2 separate regions of the Bicyclus anynana genome follow, and region 2 is linked to region 1. A link is a contact called in public Hi-C data. All regions are on one chromosome and are shown on one strand. Each heading gives the region's core, a stretch centred on a gene start, on an enhancer-like site or on the middle of the called end of the contact. The rest is flanking DNA. Distances are from core to core; before and after follow the strand shown. Region 1 holds the start of LOC112053922 (dnaJ homolog subfamily C member 17). Region 2 holds the start of LOC112044033 (ribonuclease 3).

Region 1 (5,087 bases), core at 1,425-3,924:
AAATATTTAGTGATAAATATATTATCAATTGTTATTGTTTATAAATTATTATCTTATTCTATCTAACTGTTGAACATATTATATTGTAACAAAGCAATGGCGACTTTAATTATTCTCCTGTAAAAACTTCATCCTTGCCTCCTTTCCCCTGGCAATAGCAGCTTTAAAAAGCTTACAATAAAGTTCAATTGCAATTGGTGTATCATCGTTCCCCGGCACTGGATATGTGATCAAATTAGGACTGCAATTGGAATCAACTATACCAATTGTCGGTATTAGCATTTTGGCACTGTCTCTTACAGCAGTGTGTTGACTTAGAATATTGTTCTGGGTGTTCAAAAATATGCAAAGATCAGGCAATCTAGTGACAGCTCCGAACTGATGATTTGCATTCGTAAAGATACCACCCTTCCAGAATCTTGTATGGGCGTATTCACCACATTCTTGTGCTATTCTTTCGACTAAGTGAGCATTTAAAGCATTTCTGTTAAAGAAACAAATAATACCTCCACGGTAGGCGATGTGTGCAGCAAAATTGAGGGCGGCCCTCAAATGATTAGCTGTGATGTCCAAATCAAAAATTAAATGGCCCTGACGAGAACCAAAGATGTAAGGTTTCATGTTTTCATTGAGGGAGCCTTCTTTGTGTCCATAGTGCACTCTAGACTCAAAGAGATCTTTGACAGTGAAAAGGTTATGCACTTGGAAGTAGTCCGGATGATCAAGTGGATTTGTGCTTAGAGCTTTGGTATCTGGAAATAGGAAAACAGAGTATCAGCATGTTTGGATCAATACCTACAATACTCCTCATATACATGTAGGAATATTATAGTAGCTGTTCCAATTACAAAATTCAAAAATAAATACATTCTCAAGTCAGTATGACACAAAGCATTGCTTCAGTAATTTTCAATATACTTCAAGAAAAATGACATCAACACGTTTTTTTGAAATATTTTAAAAACTGGAGTATTTTTTTATTGGTTATTATATTAATTTATGTTATGTTGTTAATGTTAAATTTTGAAATACAAATTATGAGAAAAAAAGTTTGTACAGATGTCAAGGAAACAAATGACATTTGTTTTTTGGGTAGTAATTAGATAAAGGTCGCCTTGATCTTGAGGGGGTTTGGGTGGGGGGGAGAGATTTTTTTTCATGATTTTTTTTAAATTTACGATTGTTTAGATTAAGTATATATATTTTTGGGTCAAAACTCATTGGTTTATTCACGGTTTACTCACAATCATCATAGGCGTCACTTGTAACACAAGATTATTCACTTTTTTTACAAGAAAACTAAAAAAAAACCTAATTTAAATATTAATCACTAGGTCAAGTTCTAATTTAATTTTGGTCTGTGGCAAGGTATTACTAATGGCAGAAAGCAGTTTTAAGTGGCTATGCCAGAAGACTTGCTTTGTCACCCCTTCATTCAGCTTCACCTATTCAACAAACCTCATAGGTTTGCTTCATTCAGGACCTCCTTCGCGAGCTTCTGCCTTCGCGTTTAACAAAAACGCTCTAGAGATAGGGCAGACAAGACTGCTTTGAGTCGGGGTGCCCAAATTTTGAATTTTTTAAGTATATATGTAACACTACGTACGTAACCTAAAATTTCGTAATAAAAAAAAACTATCAGTCTAGCGTGTAAAATCATATTGTAGAGGTATTATGAGCCTCCACAATATCCTTTGATATCATCATCTTATTTCTAGGAAGGAGACCTCACTCTAATGCCGACCCCCTCTTAATATTAAATAGGGAAAATACATACGGTCAAAATGTTTTTAAATAATAATAAACCTAACCTAACAGTATAAATTATGATTTTATTTATTGGCAAACATACTTTCATGTGTGACCTCCGAAAGTTCTGGCAGCGATGCCACAGAATTACTCCTGCAGAATAACATCGCATTTTTAACCGGTTGCGCTAAAACAAATTAAATAATGAAAAAATTAAAAATGTTTTTGTTAACTCAGATAAGTCAAACAAGTAAACATAAAAAAAAACATACCGATACAGCGCTTTATCATTGTAGCTGTAATATAATCACTTTTTTTCGTTATATCAGAGAAATTATAACAACTTACAGCTTAGAATTGAAATTAATACAAATATTACATTAAAAAATGGTGAAAGAAAGGAACAAAAAACAAATTACAAAAGTGACATAACCACAGATTACTTCACTTTCTATGAACCATAGAATAATGTACTAACAAAAATGAACTGTCAAAATGTATTATTTTAGTACCGTCAAGACCTTTGACTATTTAGACTATGGACCTGTTTCGCACCCAAATTCACCAACAAATAGTCTGTCGTTTTTTGAGGGGGAAGAGGTAGGTAAACTCACACATCGAAAATATTTAACACCATTAAATATATTCTGTGTCCATACACTACACACAACTATAAATTTGACTCGCAATACACACACACGTCATTTTTACACTGACTAAAAAACACATCGCTTAAACTATCCACAGAATACATAGAATATTCGATTACTTGATCGATTTTTTGCTGTTCCGTCTAAAGAATCTATCGATCAGAAAGGCTAGAACCCAAAGCCAGTTAAGTTCAGCAAAAAAAAATTACTTTATTTGACTTGACATTTTTAGTCTATTATAATTTATAGTGATCTGTGACTTGACAGCTCAAGCTTGTGACGTCACGTCACGTCTGTTTATTTAAATTTTACAAAATAAATGTAAACCAATGTAAATTGTAAACCATAAATTTTTATTTTTAGCCCTAAATTTAGGTAATATTTGAATAGCTTTTTATTTTGAATTTGAATCTATTACAACGTGTGCATAAAAATGGCAAAGATGAAGATTGAAGATTTGGATTTATATGTAATTCTTGATATCGAAATAACAGCGACTGAAGCAGAGGTACGTTGTTGCTTGTTGGTGGTTTTCAGAGTAAACTTTAACCTTGCGAGGGGCAAAATGAGGAAATCCACATTATAGTATACCTATTATATGCTTCTGTGTTAATGTGTAAAAATGTTTGTAATATTTCAATAATAAATCTATTTTACATAATCTTGCACAATAATAATAATAAATCCACTCAATTGAATAATTGACATGTTTATTGAAAATTAGCCGACGCCCCGCGGTTTCAATCGCGTAGTTCCCGTCCCCGTGAGAATGCGGGGATAAAATATTAGAGCATATGACACTAACAATTGTCCTGTCTCTCTAGCAGTAAGAGAATTTTCAAAATCAGTTTGTCTAAAATACCTCTATATAATACTAGCGGACGCCCGCGACTTCGTCCGTGTGAAACTCGATGTAAACTTTCAACTACCCCTACCCAACTCTACCCCTACCCTACCCCTATCCTATCCTACCCCTACCCCTACCTTTCCCTGAATTTTCTTGCTATAAGCCTCACGGAATCCGAGACCTTTCCAACGAATGCAAAACCGTGGAAATCGGTTCGTGCGTTCTAGAGTTATAGTGTCAGGAAGGAAAACAAGACTTATTTTTATATAGTAGATTGGAATAGAAGTATACTCCGGTTTCCCGTTCTCGTGAAAATATGGGTGATAAATATAGCTGCCTATGTTCATTAGTATACCTAACATTCGACCTATGTGTCAACATATATCGTGAAGACGAAATGTCATATTGTCCACTACAGACCAATAGCTCTGAACCTGAAATATCACTCTTGAACCATGGATTTTTCCAGGATAAAAAGTAGCTTATGTGTTCCAGCCTATAATCTATCTCTACTTTAAATTTTAGGTGATTCAGTTCAGAACCTATGTGTTAATCCAGAGTAAAATCTTTTTCCATTCCAATTTTCAGCCAAATTGTTTCAGAAGTAGCAGCATTAAAGAGTAACATACATGCATACAAATTTATAATTGCATTTATAATATTAGTAGGATAGACTATACAACAGTGATGTCCATTTAACAATTCATTATAATAAATAATACAGTATTTCTATTCAATTACAATTTTGTTTTATCTGTTTACAGATCAAAAAGGCTTATAGGAAAAAGGCTCTAAAATGCCATCCAGATAAAAACCCTGATGACCCAAAAGCTGCAGAGACATTTCATCAACTATCACATGCTCTTGAGATACTAACAGACTCTGTTGCAAGAGCAGCTTATGATAAAGTATTGAGAGCCAAAGCAGCTGCAAAACTGCGTCATAAGGAACTCGATAGCAAAAGACAGAAACTAAAAGAAGATTTAGAAAGGCGGGAACGTGAAGCTGGTTCAAAAATGACTCTAACTGTTGAACAGAAGCTTGCTGCAGAAATTGAAAGATTACAAAGAGAAGGTAGCCGTATTTTACTTGAAGAACAACAAAGAGTTAAAGAGGAATTACAGAGGAATGACCTAAATGAACCAGTATGGGATTCCAGTTTAAATAGGATTAAAATTAGTTGGAAAGCAGATAAAAACGATGAACAGAATGGTGGATATGATGAAACAAATTTGAGAAGGTTCTTTAAGAAATATGGTGATATAGTTGCAATTATCATTTCACCCAAGAAAAAAGGTAGCGCTTTAGTGGAATTTGCAACAAAAGAGGCATCAGAAATGGCAATGGAATTAGAAAAAGGTAACATAATTCTTGAAACATAACTTCTCATAATCAACCTATTTTAACATGTTGACTATATATATGTAATGCATTTTTGATTTCACTGTGATGTCTGTGCATTACATTGCATGATGCATTTGCCAATGTCTACTTAATGATGTTTCTTGCACTGGACGTGTGGGCTTTGATTTTCTATGGACTAATTTTTTAATCTATATTTTTTGTTGTCTACATTATGTCACACTTGTTTGTCCAATAATGCTCTAAAATTCATTTTCACTTATTTCAACACCACCAATAATTTTAACTACAACACAGTGTTTTGTTGCCATAAAACTAGAAATTATTTCAAATTACCCTCAAAGATAAAAGCAAATTTTATTTGTAACGTCCATGCATTACATGTAACCCACGAAAATCTAGATGATTATGCAGCAATTAAATTAATAACCCTATCCAGGACCTCATGATTCGAAGCCACATTCACAGACTGAGCTTGT
Region 2 (5,087 bases), core at 1,077-3,576, 990 kb before region 1:
GGCTATTTTAATTAGTCAGTTACACATACTAACTAATTGAAATTTACTACATTACAAAATAGTCAAATGGACACACTCTGGTCAAGAGAAAATAACGTGGACATCCAACAAGTAGATGGAAAGATGGTTTTTGTTTAATTTTTGGCCTTGCTGGACCAGAGTTGAGGCATACAGGACGCACTGAAAGCAGTTGGAGGCCTATTTCAGGTGACACACATAACAGCAGGATATTATATTGTAAAAATCATTTTATTTAAAACTATTTAAATATAAAATCTTTTTTATTTATTTATTTATAAAAATTTGCTGTTTGCTGCCACTTTGGCCATAAGAAATTTGATTTTTTAAATGAATTTTTTCAGTATGCCTGACCTTAATAAAAGAAAGCAAAGCTATGTTTTGTGTCTACCTGTGAAAAACACATGAACAAAAGGTACAAAAGCCCACTCTATCTTATAACCAATATTCATCAAAATTGTTCAAGTGATTTGGGCATATTAACATAACAATTGAAACTTAGTTTTACATTTTAAATAGAATTAGTAATTTTTGGAATTATGCAACATTACATTGTTAACAAGCAAGATATTGTTTTGCATTGCAATTTTATAGTAAATTTTTAATGAAATTAATACAAAAGAAATTTTAAAATACATATTCAGTGACATAATTAAAGAAAAGTATACAATGCATTAAACAAAGCATACATATTTAGAGAAAGTAGATCAGCCTATATTATAGTATATTATTCACATGTTTTTGTGTTGTTTTATTTATGCCATAAATTTCCATTAGTTTTGCCTAAAATTGAGATATTTTTTTTTTATTTTCAATTCTAATATAAAAGTTTTCCAGAAACTTTTTGTATGGAGAAGTTACTACTTTGTATTTTCTATACTTGACTAATTAAATCAACTTACTTCTTCTTCATCAGAGTTGTGTTCCTTTGACCATTGCTCAATTTTTTTTATAAAGTCCTCTGAAGTTCTGCAATAATTCTTCCTGGAAAATTTTAATTTTAACATATAATTTCTGTATCTGTGAGAAATTTTTGTAACTTATTGTAATATATCAAAAATATATGATATGTAATATATCAAAAAAAAATATTATTAGTCTTACCTAAAATCATCTAATATTCTTTCACGATCGCTTACAGATCTTGAAGACCCAGAATCTCTGGACGATCTTGGTGATAATTCTCTCATTCTACTGCGTGAATGTGATTCTCTGTGATGTGAGTGATGTCTGTACCTTTCGGCTGAATGCAATCTCTCCCGGTCACCATGACTATCATATGAGCGACTTTTACTCCTATGATCTCTATGACTTGATGAACTCCTGTGTCTATCGTGATGACGTTTCCTTCTTTCATATTCATGTCTTCTTTCAGCTTCATATTTCTCTCTTTGGTATTGTTCTTCCCTATCTCGGCGGTGTCTCGATGGACTCCGGCTGTACCGATGCCTGCTATGGCTAGGACTACGTCCAGATCGACTGCGTCTGTCTCTATCATACCTCTCCATATCATAATATCTGTCTCTAGATTTTTCACGACCCGGTGAGTATCTAGACCTTATTGAAGATGATGATGATGATGCTCTTGAGCTTCTACCACTTCTAGCATATTGATCATAGACATAGTCTCTGACAGTTCTAATCTCTTTATTATAAAAATCATATTCTGGTATGTTGTAGTTAAATTTTGGATCCGTATAGCTGCTGCCAGAGAGTGAAGATGATGGCGACATCGAGTAGGCACTCGTATCGGTGTAGGAATAATTATTATGAGAGGGTGGAGGGTACAGAGCGACAGGGGGTGGGAAGGATGGCGTAGGCGGTGGGATATTTAGTGGCGCCGACATATTGCAGTACGGAGGCGGCGGTACGTCTAAAGGATGCGCAGGTGGCAAAAACGGGGGTGGTTGTATGTATAGATGATTCGTTTGTGTTCCATTTATGACACCCGGCGGAGAGACGCCGTACTGCGGGGGTGGTACACTAAAATCTGGCGGCGGTATAGACATTATTGGCGTTCGTTTTCTCGTCAGATAACAATAATCAATAACAGTTCAATGAACCGAATATCTTACAAGTTTAATTCCATTTTTGATCAGGAGCGCATATATCGGTTACTGCCAATATCTATCCCAGCGCCGGGGCTAATCCAAATTGCCTATAAATTAGCCTATGAGCATTATTATCTTTTATGTTCGTACCTATTTTTTAAACAATCCACATGATTTTTGATTACGTACGAACTCGTACAAACAAAGAGGCAAAGAGCAAAGAGTAACTTACTAAGAGTGGTACGAACTACGAATACCCTATAAATTAATTTACTCTTTGACGAATACGAAAAACGAATACGAACCAAAGAGTATATAACCCTTAAAGGATTAGGACTTAGGAGTATAGTATACATTTTAGGTACGTGTCATAGACTAGGATGAATATACGTTCCTGTACAAAACCACATTACAGACGACTAATAATCACATTGAACCACAGATTGAAATACAAAGAGCACATCGTGATGAAATAGACGAAAGTTGACAATGACAAATGACCATCACAGACGTCAAATAACGTGGAGCCTGGAGGTAAGTTCTGATACAGATAATATCTACTTCCATGTCAACTATAGATTTGGATTTTGGAGTACCTTTCTTTAAGTTGATGCTAAGCAAAATGCTAAGTAATAATTTTAACCAACAAAACATCAATAGCAAACACTCCGTTTGGTATAGGTTCATTTAATGTTATCGTGACGTCATGGAAACAGTTAAATTTAAATAATCTCGTGACAGATGTGTCACTGAAATGAAGACATGTACCTACATGTCTTATCATCAAAGTGAATTAAATCACTTTTCTAGGTCAATAGTTGTCTAAGGAGACGGTACGGAGGTAGGCGTAGGGTATCTGCTAGATGGGCATCTGGATGGTGGGTGGCTATCTCGCTAGCTTAGGTTAAAGCGAAGCTTGACCAAGTCCCCTAGTATTACATTTTTTTACAAGTACATAAGTTCTTTACTTATTAACTTACTATTGGTTAATTTAAGTTCATAATCAAACACAGAATTCCGTGAATGTAAGGTTAATATTGTAAACATGAAAAAATAATTAAGATACAATTCTTGCAGATTTTTATTTATTTTCTCAGTCAACAGATTTTGTAACAATTTAATATATTAAATTATGACATACATTCTTTATTTTTGCACTACCAAGGCATTCACTATTGTTATAAAGCACTCCAAACTGGCCTTCTGTGACTGCTCTCAAATTATTTTGAAGAAGAATTGTTAAACCCTCATAATTCTTTAAAACTCGACATTGAACTAAAGGTTTTGTGTGTTGGAATCTAAAAGAACAATGTAACACTCCATTGTTTATTAATTCATAAGGTTCTTTATATATCCAGTGAGGATTTTCAGTTGTGCAAAAGTTACTCCATAAAGCTGGATGACTTGTGCCTGGTACCTGAAAATTATAAAACATTTAATATCTATCCCTTTGAATTTGTTTGGACAGGTCGAGAATCAGCAATGGGGACGTAACATATCCCCAAATGACTAGGTTTGAATATATTGATTTTTATGATACATTCGGGTAAATAAGGTTAATGTTAACTAATTTGACGGCCTCCGTGGCGCAGTGGTATGCGCGGTGGATTTACAAGACGGAGGTCCTGGGTTCGATCCCCGGCTGGGCAGATTGAGATTTTCTTAATTTGTCCAGGTCTGGCTGGTGGGAGGCTTCGGCCGTGGCTAGTTACCACCCTACCGGCAAAGACGTACCGCCAAGCGATTTAGCGTTCCGGTACGATGCTGTGTAGAAACCGAAAGGGGTGTGGATTTTCATCCTCCTCCTAAGAAGTTAGCCCGCTTCCATCTCAGACTGCATCATCACTTACCATCAGGTGAGATTGTAGTCAAGGGCTAACTTGTAAAGAATAAAAAAAAAAAAAAAAAAATTATACATAAAAAGCAAAGATTGTCTGGATATTTGCAAAAAAATAAGATTATAAAATGTCAAAATCAATTAAAAATCTTTGATCATAGTTAGATGAAAGTTGATACAGATTTAGCTTCCTTGCATTAAATGTGACATTTTTTAATACTTTAACTATAAGCATAAACGCACAAATAACAAAGGTATTAGTAATTTTGTTTGAACGCCCATACAAATCTAACGATCATTATGTACCTATGACGTCATCAATTCGTACCATTTTGTATGGGGCGTTTTTCAGAGATCCGCGGCGACGCCGCGAATCTGACCCTTTAAATCCCTGTAGTTACGAAAGTAATGATCGCAGATATCATGTTACTTCTACAAAATTGCTTTACTTAACATCTTAATTTATATACAATATTGTAGTAAGTGTGATAGCTTGTTATTGGTTAGATATGAATGATTACTTCTATGTGAGTGATATAAATAAAACATTATATATATATATATATATATATATATATATATATTATTTACATTCATTGGTGGGTGAGTTTTGTTTACATATACTTCCTAAATTCCTTACGGTTACTGATCCCGCCAGCTATGTGGTGACTGTGCATACCTCATTTTCTATCAATTTGTTAACATTGTCAGCATTATATTACTACTTTAAACTATTAAAACTGTAAGCCTTATTAAAAAACTTACCACATATATATTATTAGTATTTAAATCTTTCTTAAATACAAAATATGCATCTTTCCAACTGCTTAGACAACATCTTTGACCAACTGTCCATTTGTGTATGCCACTGTGTTCTCCAACTGTATGGCCTGTATCTATATCAATGAAAAATCCTTTTCTAGTTTGAATAAACTGTAAAAAGCAAAAATTAAAATAATGTTATAAAAATTAAGTACATCAGAAACTCAGTCTGTGACTTTTCTAAAAGTCATTTATATTCGTGATTTTATTAATAACATACGATTTGTATGCTCATTAATAATAAACTAATCTATTATATAAAAATCACGTGTCATGTTGTTTGTCCTTGAATGATTACTAAAATTTAAAATCAAAATTATTCATTTATTTCAAGTAGGCTCAGTTTACAAGCACTTTTG

What was found. A called contact is a pair of places that touch in the nucleus more often than the background predicts.
Region 2: a Hi-C map of whole body shows a contact between it and region 1, with 4 times the contacts expected there. The contact joins the promoter of LOC112044033 here to the promoter of LOC112053922 in region 1. A contact is called at or near these places in 2 of 2 Hi-C or Micro-C datasets (whole body and whole larva).

What each region holds. Positions count from the first base shown.
Region 1 is chr16:7,642,163-7,647,249 of ilBicAnyn1.1, reverse strand. LOC112053922 (dnaJ homolog subfamily C member 17) reads left to right here and starts at 2,674. Exons shown (of 3, transcript XM_024093536.2): 1 at 2,674-2,907; 2 at 4,011-4,605. The coding sequence starts at 2,833. It overlaps LOC112053914 (28S ribosomal protein S2, mitochondrial), which reads right to left and starts at 2,180. Exons shown (of 3, transcript XM_024093524.2): 1 at 2,022-2,180; 2 at 1,853-1,936; 3 at 1-752. The coding sequence starts at 2,040. The coding sequence ends at 106. It overlaps LOC112053913 (leucine-rich repeat-containing protein 58), which reads left to right. Exons shown (of 5, transcript XR_002887422.2): 5 at 1-97.
Region 2 is chr16:8,628,550-8,633,636 of ilBicAnyn1.1, reverse strand. LOC112044033 (ribonuclease 3) reads right to left here and starts at 2,326. Exons shown (of 19, transcript XM_052886155.1): 1 at 1,123-2,326; 2 at 921-1,002. The coding sequence starts at 2,027. It overlaps LOC112044034 (mitochondrial tRNA-specific 2-thiouridylase 1), which reads right to left. Exons shown (of 5, transcript XM_024079754.2): 4 at 4,672-4,839; 5 at 3,127-3,486. The coding sequence ends at 3,187.